Linked DNA regions of Hordeum vulgare: all the other regions are linked to region 1. A link is a contact called in public Hi-C data. All regions are on one chromosome and are shown on one strand. Each heading gives the region's core, a stretch centred on a gene start, on an enhancer-like site or on the middle of the called end of the contact. The rest is flanking DNA. Distances are from core to core; before and after follow the strand shown.

The links. Hi-C and Micro-C count contacts between places; a contact is called where the count stands out from the background.
Region 2: a contact with region 1 is called in a Hi-C map of leaf, with 4 times the contacts expected there. The contact joins the promoter of LOC123442302 here to the promoter of LOC123442345 in region 1. A contact is called at or near these places in 2 of 6 Hi-C or Micro-C datasets (leaf and seedling).
Region 3: a Hi-C map of seedling shows a contact between it and region 1, with 5 times the contacts expected there. The contact joins the promoter of LOC123442312 here to the promoter of LOC123442345 in region 1. A contact is called at or near these places in 4 of 6 Hi-C or Micro-C datasets (leaf and seedling).

The regions. Positions count from the first base shown.
Region 1 is chr1H:424,285,702-424,290,555 of MorexV3_pseudomolecules_assembly, reverse strand. LOC123442345 (E3 ubiquitin-protein ligase KEG) reads right to left here and starts at 2,530. Exons shown (of 15, transcript XM_045118359.1): 1 at 1,596-2,530; 2 at 1-282. The coding sequence starts at 2,320.
Region 2 is chr1H:423,838,004-423,842,857 of MorexV3_pseudomolecules_assembly, reverse strand. It overlaps LOC123442302 (cyclin-dependent kinase D-1), which reads left to right and starts at 1,922. Exons shown (of 7, transcript XM_045118323.1): 1 at 1,922-2,268; 2 at 2,758-3,056; 3 at 3,128-3,236; 4 at 4,252-4,377. The coding sequence starts at 2,149.
Region 3 is chr1H:424,011,659-424,016,512 of MorexV3_pseudomolecules_assembly, reverse strand. LOC123442312 (EEF1A lysine methyltransferase 4-like) reads left to right here and starts at 2,169. Exons shown (of 8, transcript XM_045118328.1): 1 at 2,169-2,535; 2 at 2,904-3,017; 3 at 3,111-3,179; 4 at 3,338-3,357; 5 at 3,452-3,504; 6 at 3,592-3,622; 7 at 3,707-3,788; 8 at 4,556-4,854. The coding sequence starts at 2,334. The coding sequence ends at 4,767. It overlaps LOC123442330 (NAD-capped RNA hydrolase DXO1), which reads left to right. Exons shown (of 13, transcript XM_045118347.1): 12 at 1-58; 13 at 166-698. The coding sequence ends at 287.

The sequences.
Region 1 (4,854 bases), core at 1,281-3,780:
CCATTTGCACTATCCCAAAACAGATTCAGTGACTTCTTCAATGGTCCCCATGCCTCTGGGGCTGTATAATTGGGACTAAGCACCGTAGCATCCATGCCAGACATGTTGGAGTCATCAGGCACTTTCCGACTGGTGAGGTTCTTCAAAATTGCAGAAAGACCGTAGTCGGAAACGACTGCATGGCCGTTTGCATCTAAAAGAATATTGGACGGCTTTATACTCATACAAACAATACCCGCTGCATGTAGCTCTGCTACTCCACGAGCAATATCTGCGCCGTACCTACAAAGCCAGGCCCAGAGAAGAAGTCTTCAGAAACTCCACAGATTTTAATAGCAAAACGAGCACGCTAAAGAAGAGCCAAATAATTATTATCCTTTACGAGAATGAAAACAATAGATATACTGGTAAACAAGGCAGTGGCGATTCCTTACAGCATAAGAAATAAATGGATTGAATGACAAATAAGTAACTTTTCTTATTGTGGTATGGGCGTTTCCATGCACTTTGCATTGAAGTGATTAACATGCAGTTGGCATTAGGATAATCTAACAACAGATAGAGATGAACAGTCAACTGCATAGAAAATCATTGGAGAATAGACAGCTGGTGAATGCAAATGCATCAAACAAGGCAAGCTACTTGAACCTGTCGTCTGAAATGGCCTTAATTAGCATGCAATAAAATTTAAATATCAGCCAAAGATAAAATGTCTTTGGTTAGTCAATTGCACGGAAATATTTAACAGATGCTTGGAAACCATAGTCGGTGCTGATATTAATAATATTTTTACAGTACAAAACAACCACAAGTGATAACTTTGCTCCATGCCTTCTATTTTAAAGACCGCATCAGTTTTACGGAAAAAGGTCTGATGTGCAAGGATGTGATATTAAAACTCAGCAGGGTGTAGCCACAAACATACACTATATAGGAATTTACTTATGAGCATGTGCGCTGGAAAAGTTCATGCTCTTAGCATACCCAAGCTTGCTGGTCACTCAGCTCATGGACAATAAATAAAACGGCGGCTTCAAGGCTCAGCAACTTGATGGGAATCGATCATCAAACACGTCGCCAAACCATGCAATTCCGTGAGCATCTTGGCTAGAAAAATCCACTAATTGGATTTTAATGGAAGCAGAGAGCACCTCGGTCTTACAGGCATTAACTCAAATTAACTTTACCTTCATGAGAGCTCCAAGCCTGCTACGCCTACAACACGACAACATATACAGTCTAAAGGGGATAAGAAGCTGGCGGCATTAACCAGACATAGCTTCACACGTATCCATACCGAAAAACTCGCTGATAATGAATTGAGTAGCAGCACTAATCAAGTAAGCACTTTCCACGCCGCAGCTCAAACTAGCATACGACAATATACAACCCGTTAATGTTCATTCTTAGCTAGACCGCTTGAAGCAAAAAAAAACATACATGCATTTAGCAGACAAACCGACACGTTAAGTTGCAAGTCATCTAGAGTATGGTTGAATGTAATTTATTCTGTTGAGCGATGAATAAGCTCAGCAAGCAACAGGAACAGCTAGCCAATAGCTACTTGGTTTCCATGATTAGACGCAATGCCGCACCTGAGGATCTGCTCAAGGGTGAGGCGTCCACCGTTCTGCCGCATCTCTTCCTGCACAGACCCTGGGTAGCGATCCATGACGAAGCAGAGGTGGCCATCGAGCTTGAGCGCGCCATGGAAGGTGCAGACATTCCGGCACCAGGTGGAGGCTCGTCTCAACCGCTCTACTTCCTCCTGAACACCCTCAAGCTCATCGGCGGCCGACAGGGGCACCCTCTTGACCGCCACCGGGTGCTTACATCTCTTGGCACCAGCAGCACCAGGCCGGGCAGCACGGGAGAGCGTGGCGGCACAGACCTCCTGGCCGGCGGGGCCAGGCGGGCCGGTCCCGATGCGGCGGGCCAGCTTGAGGTCCGGGTGCGAGGCGAGGTCGAGGGAGGTGCAGGGTGGCGGGGCGGCGGCGGGCGCAGGGGCGCGCTTGGGGCGGGCGAAGAAGTCGTCCTCGTCGTCGTCGGAGGAGCCGGAGTCGGAGTGCAGGAAGGACGGGGAGGAGGGGGAGTCGGAGAGGAGCGAGAGGACGGGGAAGTTCTTGCGGAGCGCGGAGACGGAGTTGCCGACGGCGGTGGGGTGGCGGCAGCGCGGGCACGGGAGGACGGCGCCCGGCGCGGCGGCGAGCATGCGCGCGAGGCAGGCGCGGCAGAAGCCGTGGCCGCAGTGGAGGAGCAGCGGCGCGCGCTCGTCCTCGTCGTAGCGGACGTGGCAGAGCGAGCAGCACGGCACCCGCATCGCGCCGCGCCGCGCCGCGCCCGGGTGGGGGGTGGGGTTTTGGGGCCGCGCCGGTGCCCTAGGCTAGGTAGATCTGGGTGTGGGGTTTGCACTTTGCAGGGAGGAGGTTGGATTTTTTGAGGGGAGGTGGAGTAGGGAGAGAGAGAGCAGACAGAGAGAGGAGAGGGGGGGTTGGTGATGATGCGGTGGGAGCCTGGGCTGGGCTGGGGCTGGGGCTGGGAGGGACGACAGCACGCTTGCTCCGCCCACCTTTTCGTGTTCTATGGGGAATGGGGGTGGTACGGCGCGCGTGTTCCTTCCTTCCGCGGTGGCGACCTGCTCCACTGCTTGGTGTTTTTTTTTTCATTCATCTTCATCTTTTGAGCAACGCGATTGCTAAATCTCACGTAGCTCAGACTTCACGAAGTTTCAACAAGATTCGTGTAAATATTTCTTTTAAATCTTGTTTTTCTTCTTTTTTACAGTTGACTGAGATTTAGTCATACCTTTTGAACAAACGTCCTAATACTGGAGGAAGGTTTCGTTGACGCGTTTTAAGATTCTTGTACTATGATGAAACAAGGATTCTCATCGTGTAATATATAGCATATGAAGGCATTCCCCTCTTCTTTCGCATATTCACATGTCTACTAGGTTCACCTTATGAAAACATGATAAGTCGTGCTCCGTAGGCTCCAAGTATGTTTCGCAAATTCATGGCTTACTATATTTGAACCTATCTAATTTTATGGGGAAAAAATCCTAATTTTCATGCACATGCAAACATTATAACTTTACATCTTCGTTCAGCTCCATCGGGTCGAAAACACGACAAGTTGGTCATTGCTTACTATATTTCAGGACCAACTAATAATATGAAAAATATTTTATTTATCAATTTGTTCATGTACGATACATGTTCCTGAGTCGCCAAGAGATATATAATATCATTGTCAAGATCACGAAACAGTGCCCGCCGCCATTGCAGGTACAAATGATATGTCAACATTGGGTTTGATCTATTCTTGCGGTGGTCTTTCCCACTTTTTCATAGTATACTTGTAGCTAGACCAACGTCGACCGTGCATGTGTGTGTCATTAATAGTTAATCATGTGTTTACTCTTTGCCAAACCAGTGTGTGAATGTTACTTGATTCACAAGGGTGTGTGCTAGTAACTACAAGTGAGACGTCATGATTTTCACTTGTGCAACTGTCTTAATATGGGAAATATCCTTGTGTATATGTAGGTTATCATTGGGCTTATGAAGTAAATTGAGAAGTCTTTTAGTTCTAGACTTTCAGGCATTGGGCACATGCAGGATGTTGCGACAACTCAAAACACATGCCTAGAGGGCACGAGCTTGTTGACAAGCACATACATCACGAAACACGTCCTCGTTTCCCTAGCCACAGATCATAACCATGACTTGAGTTTCGTCACAAACTAAGGGACAAATTGTTTTAATTTGTGTGCCACTACACAACCGACGTGGAACATCTCATGGACATCACCATGAATCCACCTCTAAGTCCAAGTGGACCAATGACACAAGTACATGCACAAGGTGACTTCACTCCTCTTCAAGCTCCATACACACTTCAATGAAGAATGGATACTATTTCAAGTGGAAATACTATGTGTCCTTACGTATGAAGTCAAGGAAACCAATGATCGTGAAGGTATTGAAGAAGGGACGAGAAGTGAAGTCAGAATGACTCGGGCAAGGCCAGCCAAAGGAGAAGGCGTATCTCGAAGCCTCGCGGTGATACTTCTCGTGCCCCTCATGCTGGAAATATGCCCTAGAGGCAATAATAAATTGGTTATTATTATATTTCCTTGTTCATGATAATATTTATTATCCATGCTAGAATTGTATTGATTGGAAACTCAAATACATGCGTGGATACATAGACAACACACTGTCCCTAGTGAGCCTCTAAAGGACTAGCTCGTTGATCAAAGATGACCAAGGTTTCCTAGCCATAAACATGAGTTGTCATTTGATAACGGTATCACATCATTAGGAGAATGATGTGATGGACAAGACCCAAACTATGAACGTAGCATATAATTGTGTCAGTTTATTGCTAGTGTTTTCTGTATGTCAAGTATCTGTTCCTATGACCATAAGATCATGCAACTCACTAACACCGGATGAGTGCCTTGTGTGTATCAAACGTCGCAACGTAACTGAGTGGCTATAAAGGTGCTCTACAGGTATCTCCAAGGGTGTCTGTTAAGTTGGCATGGATCAAGACTAGGATTTGTCACTCAGTGTGACGGAGAGGTATCTCAGGGCCCACTCGATAATACAACATCACAACAAGCTTGCAAGCAATGTGACTAAAGAGTTAGCCACGAGATCTTAAATTACGTAACGAGTAAAGAGACTTGCATGTAACGAGACTGAACTAGCTATAGAGATACCGACGATCGAATCTCGGGCAAGTAACATACCGATGGACAAAGGGAATAGTATACGAGATTGATTGAATCCTTGACATCGTGGTTCAACCGGTAAAGATCTTCGTAGAATATGTAGGAACCAATAT
Region 2 (4,854 bases), core at 673-3,172, 450 kb after region 1:
TTCATTCTCCTTTATTTTGTTCAGATGCGATTCATACAAAAAAACCACATCCGCTTTCACACGCCCTTGCAAGTGCAAGAGCTCACGAACTGCCGTATGCGAAAGCATCCCACGACAATTCCATGCTAGGGTTTTCATTGATCCCGGCGAACCTCCGCTGAGGAGGCCGCCGATACAACATTGGAACTGTTTGCAATTGCTTCACCGTCTCCACCTTTCATCTTCTTCTTATTTTCATTTTCCCGCGGTGTCCCCATTAGCTCAATGCTCCCATTATTTCCCCCATCAATTTTTTCCACCTTATCCGCTGTATTACCCGTGGGAACAATCGCTCCAGCACCCACCAGCGGGAACCCTTCGCTGCTATGATTCGCGGTAGCTCCCAAATCCTCTGCATATCGTTTCCCTAGGACATTTGTATCCATCACCACCACAACCTGCCTTCTGGTCTCATCCAGGCTCAGATTTCCTGCATTCTCAGTCATCAGGGCTTCCTTATCAGCACATCCTGGTTCATGCGTGGTAGCTGGCTGATTGTAGGCAGTGTTATACCGCCATTTTGCAGAATCATGCATACCCCGTCCTCTGCCTCTTCCAAAAGCGCCTGCTTAGTCATCCTCATCATCACCATCCCCTCTACCATTGGAGGGGCCAAAAGGCCGGGAATCTCTCCCTCGACCACCATTACTACGACCTCCTCCTCTTCCCCGTCTCGGAGCAAGAAGGAAATCCGCCCACTCAAATTTGGTTACATCATGCTCTCTTGTGCCGCACTCCTCACACCAATGCCCCATCAACCCACAAGCATGGCAGAAGGTGGGTAGCTTTTCAAATTTCATCAAGTATTTCTATGTGTTCTCCACCCTTTGTGATGCCAACCACTCGTGTGAGTTTTTTGTTCACATCCAATTTGACTCTGACGCGAATAAATTCGCCTGCAAAGCCATTAGGAAGAGTAACCTGAACCTCTTGAACCTCACCGATCCGTTGAGCTAGATTCCCTAGTGCCCTCTCACTTTTAAGCACACCATTAGGTAGTTTATGAATTTGGCACCAAGTCTCGAGCTTATCTAGCTTAACTTTCTCTGGGTTAGTGAATCCATCATATTCTGCCAGGATCACAACATGGCCTTTGAAGTCCCACCGCCCCTGGTGTATAGCCTTTTTTCCAATCTCCAAAACAGTTAAACTGAACCGAGAAAAGGTTTGCATCAATCCTTCTCCAAACCACCTTGAGGGCGGGATTCCAAGCAGCCCTCATCTCTGCAATAAACGCACTATGGCTGTAGTTTTTCATTGTGAGTAAGCGCCCCAGGGCTAACCACTTGGGTTTAATATCCTCGGCTTCAAGTTCTTCCTCCCAGATCAGATCATCAACCTCGTCATCTTGCAGTGTCAGCCTCTCCAGCAGGTTGCTTGTCGCTCCTACCCCTGCATCCTGCTTCCCTAGGTTTTCCTGCGACTCCGACATGATCGGGCCGATTGTGATAGCCAAGATTGGATAAACCCCTAAAACCCTAGCTACAGTCGCCGCACCTCTTGGACCAGAAGGACCCCCCGGGGGATCCTTTGGGGGGGGGGGGGGAGAGGGTAGGGAGATGAGCGGATGGTAAGGGGGACTGAACAACGAAGCAGGCTTCGTCGGAGAAAACTCACGACTGCGCCGCTGTCGGAGGACTGGAAAACCCTAGTCGTCCGGGACTATGTTGGGCAAGCACGCCTTGTAGTTGCTTCTTTGAGAAAAAACTGATAGTACTTGGTTCTGCCCTAGGTCTTTGGTCGCGGTTCAAACGGTCCGAAACAACGAACGAACACTCAGCAGCGAGCTGGCCCAGCTCACGCAATCAACAAACGGGCGTGGAGGAGCGGTCCAAGGCCAAGAAACAAAAAGGCAAACCCATTTACAAACGGAGTCCGGAACAAACACCTAGGCCGAAATAAAGTGCGAAAACACGGAATTTTCTTTTCTTCCTTTCCTCTTCCCCCCCGGCGCCGAACGGCAGGGCCGCACCTCGCCGCCCCCTCCCCCACCCGCCGCCCCTTCCCCCACCCGCCGCCCCTCCCGCAGCGCCCACCCCGTGCTCCCCGGGATCCCCTCGCCTGCGCCGCCCCCTCCGGAGGGGAGGCTGGCGGTGGGCCCCGCCCCACATGGCGACCGGCGGCGGCGGCGACGACGCGGGCGAGAAGCGCGTCACGGACCGCTACCTGAAGCGCGAGGTCCTCGGAGAGGGCACGTACGGAGTCGTCTTCAAGGCCATCGACACCAAGGTCGGTCCTTCCCTCCCCCTACCCCCGCTCCTAAACCCTCGCGGCGCGCTGATCTGCGCCCGCCCCTCGAGAATTAGGCCATATGCGCCCTTGGTCCGTCCGTCTGCTTTGTGTTGGATATAGGTTGTCGAGCGATTGAGCTTAGGGTTTATTGCTTTTGGCCGCGGCTGCTCTGTGAATTGGCCTAGCTGGATGTTCTTGGCTCGGCGTGAATCGGCTAGGGTTGTTTCTCAGCGGAGGCTAGAGGAGAAGGCAATTCACCTTGCCTCCTTCACTGTCAGCGTTGATTTGGTGCTTAATAGTCTTGCATCTCTGTGATAGTAGGGCTAGGGGTCTGAGGTGTTAAAATTTCATTCCAGAGGTGTTCAGTATTCCCAAGTTAACTCTTTCAGCTCTCTGGGTTTGAGTCTGATAGGTTGCTTTCTGCTTTTGATGATACTTCAGTCCATTTAAGCTAATGATTATGAATGCCATGGCTTTTATTTTCAGACTGGGGAGACTGTTGCGATCAAGAGAATCCGCTTAGGGAAGTACAAGGAAGGTGTCAACTTCACTGCATTGAGGGAAATCAAGCTGCTTAAGGAGCTGAAAGATCCTAATATTATAGAGCTAATTGATGCTTTCCCTTACAAGGGAAACTTGCACCTTGTATTTGAATTTATGGAAACAGACCTGGAAGCAGTCATTCGTGACAGGAACATTGTATTATCTCCAGCGGACATAAAATCTTATATTCAGATGATGCTGAAAGGTCTAGCCTTTTGCCATAAGAAATGGGTGTTGCACAGGTACCTACTATCTGGCTATTTTTATTTTTGAGAAAACAACATTCGAGTCTTTAACAGAAGCTGTGCTGCAGGGATATGAAACCAAATAATCTACTTATCGGTGCTGAAGGACAGCTCAAGCTTGGTGACTTTGGTCTTGCACGCATATTCGGGAGCCCAGAACGGAACTTTACCCACCAGGTTCTTGTTGATATATCTATTTAAATATGCGTTCAGTTAATTGTGTCCCAGACTCTCAGAAATCCCAGAAACTGGTTATAGAAATAAAAATGTAATCTGACAACTTTCTTCAAGTGGTATTATTACTTCTTATGCTGTATATGCCTCTAGGCTGTCTGTATAATGCTGGTTGATGCTTCTAATTTTCTTCGTATCCATTAAGAACATGATACATGCTTGCCAGTATTTATCAATCGTACAATTATTCACAGTAACAATATTAAGTTGGAGTACCATAGCACTTTGGTAGGTAGATAAATTTGTCTGTGGATTATATCTCCTCGTGGTAGCAATTGCCTGTTAAGTTTAAAAGATAAAATATCTTAAACCAGCTTGAAGTATTCTTGGTGCTGCTGACTATTCTAGGATGGAAAAGCTTTCTGGAGAGAACAAACATATACAATATTTTACGCTATTCTGAGGATATTTGCTTCCTATATGAGGTTTTGGATTGCTATTTGTTAATTCGTTGGTGATGTCAACAACAATCTTCTTCTGGGTTTCATCTCCATAAGAGTGGCTGAGTTTTGACGTTAGCTCGCCAAGCCTATCACAACCCTCCTCCTTTACCCAGGCTTGGGACCGTCGATGTTGGTGATGTCAACATAGGCGTGATGTAATGATAATAAGTGCTAAAAAATATCGATTCAACAAGGATGCTTCCTTCAAACTCGCCGATGCTGATTAGAAAAAGGACGTTAACTATTGTAAATGTTTTATGCTTGCTGTGGATTTTTGTTCTTGCAAGTTACATTAGATCCTCTCAGCATAGAAGTTACATCATATCTGGAAGAGCTCTTAGTCCATCACTTTTATTCAGTATAAACATTAAACATCACCTAGGCAAGTACCATCTCTAAGCTTATTTCATAGTGTGGTTTACTGCAATATGATTAATTTGTACTTTATCTTCCGTTTGATTTACATGCTCCTGATGGGCACTTGAAACTTGACTGTTTTTTTTCACCACATTTAGGTCTTTGCACGATGGTATCGAGCGCCGGAGTTACTGTTTGGCACTAAGCAGTATGGATCTGCCGTTGATGTTTGGGCTGCTGGTTGTATTTTTGCCGAGTTGCTGCTTAGACGACCATTTCTCCAGGTTTAGCAGCCTCTCAGTTTTCTCAATATGGTCAATATATTTATAATTTTAATCTAGGTCTGGTTAAGATATGTTATCTGTGACTCTTGAATGTAACATGTGTATGGCTAAGTACACTGTTCATTGATGATGTGATAACTGCATGGGTGAAACAGTTTTTACGTCACAACTCAAAACATCGTTTTGAAAGCTCGACTGGACTGTAAGTATGACTGGGAAAAACTTGAAATTGGTCTGCTCCTGTGGGGTTCTTGTGTTATCCCAGAAAGACCACTTTGAATCCGCTAATGGATTAACTGGACAAACTGCTTTCATGTATGACTTTATTTAATGTGAAAAAAATGTATGACTTAATTTAATGTAAAAAAATGTATGACTTAATTTCTTTTTGGAGGATTCAAACATTTGACTGTAGATTGTGTGAACAGGGAGCTAATTGCTCCTAGCCACAGCGTGCAAGCATTTATGCCTGATGTG
Region 3 (4,854 bases), core at 920-3,419, 270 kb after region 1:
GTCTGCTTGGCGTTTGCGGACGAGGTTTTATGCTGGCTGTATGGCACTGTCAAAGAAAGTAAGAATGCCTTCACCATTCTCAAAAATACATACGTACTTGTTGCCATTCTTAATCTGGAGTATGTCTCTTTGCACACATGATATTGTCTGCCCCATCTGTTACAGATGAAGACTACGTTCTGCAATTTGCACACCCGTTCCATCGATTGGAACTATTAAAAGCCCAGTCTCCTTGCCCCGAGCCAATAACTCTGCATGTGGAACAGCTCACCGGTGCAACAAGCTAGATCCGTTCCTAAGCAAAGCTCCGGAGCTGCTGTTTTGAGAAACGGACAGTTTTGATGGACCTTATGTAGCAGCGTCGCGGCTTAGAACGACTTAGAATGGTTTGAGCTATACTGGGTTCGTGGGGCTGACGCGGATGCATAAGAGACTGACGATGTCACTATATAGTCGGTCGGAAACTGGGGGCATTTAGGGTTACGGTTTGCTCTTTGAGTGTTCAAAGAGATTTTGAAGCCATGAAAAGCTGCATTTCTTCTGTAATGCTCTACTAAGTTATAAATTAGGGAAGTGCAGAGTTACGCTACCATTGTAACGGTTCATCACGCAAGGCACCAACGATGTGTAACTTATTTACCAATGATGAGTGAATTTTAGAGACAGACGTTGTCATGCCATAGTGCATGTCCCGAACACCCTTTGGAGTTCTGTTAACTAGCGGTATATGCCAAGAGTTCCTGTTCAGCAAACATGTGGTTAATCCCTTTTAACTGTTTATTACAACCACCTCCACATCAGAAACATGTGTTGCTGTGTTTGAAACTTAAAATGTTTTATATCTAGCACATCTTAATCTTGCAGCAGAACCTTGCGTCTATGTTAGGGCTCCATGTGCAACCCTTATGGACTGTAAAAATCGAAAAAATTGGAAAAATAACAATTCTATTTTTTTAATATACACGGTCGAGTGTCTGGCTCACATGTAATGTTTCGTGAACAAATGACGTTCGTGGCATTTTGGGAAGAAGATAAAATCAATGCTAAAAACAATGTTTGAAGCAACTTGGAGGTTGATTTTCTCCGCCAAGAATACAAACAAGTCATTTCTTTGAGAAATTTCACGTGCGACTAGAGCATGAGAGCAAGTTTGTTTAACCTAAAATTTTAGAATGATTTGATATCTTGCTATTGTTTGAACTTTTATTATCTTGATGTGTGGGCCTATGTTTCATTGTTGTATTTTTTAGACTTTTTAAAATAAAGAATGAATTTTATTGACTCATAATATCGCATCAAGAGAACGTGAACCATACAATGAACCTCTGTATGACTTGGATGCATATAACTAAAACACACACACACAAAGCGGCTTTCGAAGGTCCATTCGAAGCAAGCTCAAACATGCATCAACATCAAACACCACCGACGGCAACATCCTGACTCTAGAAAAAGAGCTTCAACAATGACAACTTCAAAAAGAAACGATGTGCAAGCATCGTCATCATAGATCCAGCACGATCTTTGGTTTTCACTTCAAAGAAGAAGCTTGAGAAAAGTTCATGCAATGCCTCCAACAAGGTTACGGTGAAGTCACCATATACCGTCGGCCCACTTTCAATGGAGTCACCGTTGCAAGTCAAACTGTCAAGCTTCATCAACCGTACACGCTCACATACCTGATGTGGACATCATCAGGCAATTAGACATATCAAACATATGAGGAGCAAATCAGAGCACACCCATAGCATCAAGGACAGTGACACCCCCAATAACCCACTTAGCATTTTTCATGGTTGCCAAAGTGCTTAGGTTTGTAACTATTTTTACACGACTTACAAATGAATTGAGATTTTCACGAAAACACGGGCTTTGAGAATAAACTTGTCCAAACTTAAACTCTCCTCCGGTTTTGGATATATAGACAATGCCCGCTCCCAAACCAACCAAAACAACACCGAGTTCCTATCGAGAACAAGACGACGGATCAATATGACCAGTTTCTATAATATCTTGGGTGAATACGTGAAAAAGTGCTGCTTAGTTCAGTGAAATGGAATAACGAAGAGAAAGTGTGAGATTTTGCAACATGTGATATCTTCTTTGGATTTTTAAAACAAGTGTCTTTTCCTTTTCTTTTTTGGAAAAGGGGGCACATGTTCCTGAGTCCTGAGTGCATACTGCATCGGTTCAGAACACTCTTCCGCCGCTGGCCCTGCATCGGCGGCTCTTGCGTGCTCCTAAAGCCGCGACCCCCGACGCCATAATCATCCCTGAACGATCTCAAGATCTTCTCTCCCCCCCTCACGAGCGAGAGAGGTGAGAGACCAAGGATGGGCGGCGGCAACGGCAACCCCAAGGACTTCGGCGCCGCCGCCTACTGGGACGCCCGCTACTCCTCTCCCTCCACCGGCGGCAAGGGCGGCGTCGGCGGGTTCTTCGACTGGTACCAGTCGTACCCGGCGCTCCGGCCGCTCCTCCGCGCCTGCGTGCCCGCCTCCTCCCGCGTCCTCATGCTCGGCTGCGGCAACTCCCGTACGCCCCCCCTTCAGCTAGCCGCGATTTAGCCGCCAATTCGAAACTTTAGCGTTCTGATGCGGCCGGTTCTAGTCCGTCCACAATCACCGGTGCATTTATGATTTGGGAATTGGAGCTTGCATGTTCAGTCCTCCCTGTGCATCGTGATTTGGATTTTGGAACTTGAATGTTCAGTGCTCCCCTGATACACCTGTTCTGTGAATTTTGTCATGATTGCCAGACGACGCGTTACTTGGATCGACAGTGTGTGCAAGATTTGACTTTGAAGCTACTTCTAATATGACTCTGTTGTTAGATTTATGATTTATCGTGTATGTAAAGCCCAGTTTGATGTTTGATATTGTTCTATTCCTTGTTTTGGGCAGTTCTGTCGGAGGACATGGTAAAGGATGGTTACCAGAACATAGTAAACATTGACATCTCATCCGTTGTAATCGAGCATATGAAAGAGAAACACATGGATATCCCACAGCTTACATGTACTTCTTGCTGATAGTTTCCATTCTCATATTTTATCAGTTATGATCTCTGTTTAAGTCTATTTACTTGGGTGTTTTATGTTATGCTTGAAGATATGCAGTTGGATGTCAGAGATATGAGCTTCTTTGGGGATGGATCATTTGATTGTATCATTGACAAAGGTATAAGCCTTAAGCTTCATATGTTTTTCGAAAGCGCTTGATGTGTTTCATAAGTTGGTATTCTTGAAAACTTTGTTCATTAAGTTTATGAAAATGAGTCCATGCATCTTTTTTTCTTTGCCACTCTATTTACTATGGTACTAAACTTTTTTCTGTAGGAACCTTGGATGCTATGATGGTAAGCAGGTGTCGTTAAGCAAACTAGAAATCAACTTAAAATAATTACGCATGAACTGATCTCATGGTACTGATTTTCATTTTACATATTCTAGTGTGGCGATGATGCCCCTCATGGTGCTTACAAAATGCTAACAGAAGTAGCAAGGTAAAAATTGTATTCACTCTTTGTACGTGATTTGATCCCCAAGTGATGCCCTTAGTTGTTTTCAATTAAATTGCTCTATTTTTTCAGGCTTATGAGGCCTGGTGGGATTTACATATTGGTACATCCTCCAACCAATCCTAAAAGATACTTTGGAATGAGTGAATATTTGATGATTTTATGAAGAGATAATTTTCTTTGACAGATAACATATGGTGCTCCTAAGGAACGTCTGACACTTCTGAACCAAGTCCGATGCCATTGGGATGTTGAGCTTTACATTACGCGTAAGTTTGAAATGCCCTCTCTTCACTCTGAAGAGCACGCTCATGTACCATTTCTACCATATTACTCTATTGTAGCATGATTTTGTGCATATGATTTGCTTTATTATGTGGGAACTATGGATCCAAAACTGCAAGGTTTGCTTCATTCTGTAGGAACTATGGATGCAAAACTGCAAAATTTTGCTTCCACCACTACCCAATTCTCATAAGATGCTAAAAACTACAATAGAGATATGAATAAAGGTTGCTACAGACTGATTATAGCACACAATGTTACTGGGAAATTTCAGAAGGGAATAAATTAGCACCATTTTATTGGGAACTCATATGCCCCTCTCTGTTTGCAAAATGTTTGGATCTATCTAAGGTTGCATATTGTTGTATGTGTCATTCGGGAAAACATGTCACTAATGCTTTGTGCCACTTTCAATGGCCAAAGACCAAAATACCCTTGTTTGATGGTTAGTCAGTGCCTCAGTGGCAACCTTGACTTGATTTAATGACGGTGGCAATGGTGACCGAAGAAGCCTGACTGGCCTGTGCTTCGTGCCCTCGATCACGCCGCGTCATTAAAAAAAGGTATTTTGGTCCTTTTTTTCTATTCCATTGAATTGGCGTTGAACACTGGTGGCATATGCAACAACACGCAGACTAAACTGGCAGGTCCAACATTCTGCAAACTCAGAGTGGCATATACTGTGTATTTCCCCCCACTTTATTTTGTTGCATTGCATAGATCTTGACATTGTATCTGTTCTTTGTGCTAGCAGCGACACCTGAATACCAGCTGAAATGGAGCAACGGTGCTGCACACGCCATGATGGAGAAAGTTGCACTGACAGTGGATGGCCAATTACCACCTGACTACGTTCTCAAGGATCCAGAGTCACATTTCATTTATGTTTGTTACAAGACAGATATAGTGACTGAAGATAATTCCATGGTTGCTGGTCAAGATGATGCCATGCCTTCGTTTTAATAGAGCCCGACCACAATGCGCGAATTAATTATTGCCATGACTCCAAAATGATTTGCTTCTGATCATTGGTTTGAATGGTAAAGATTG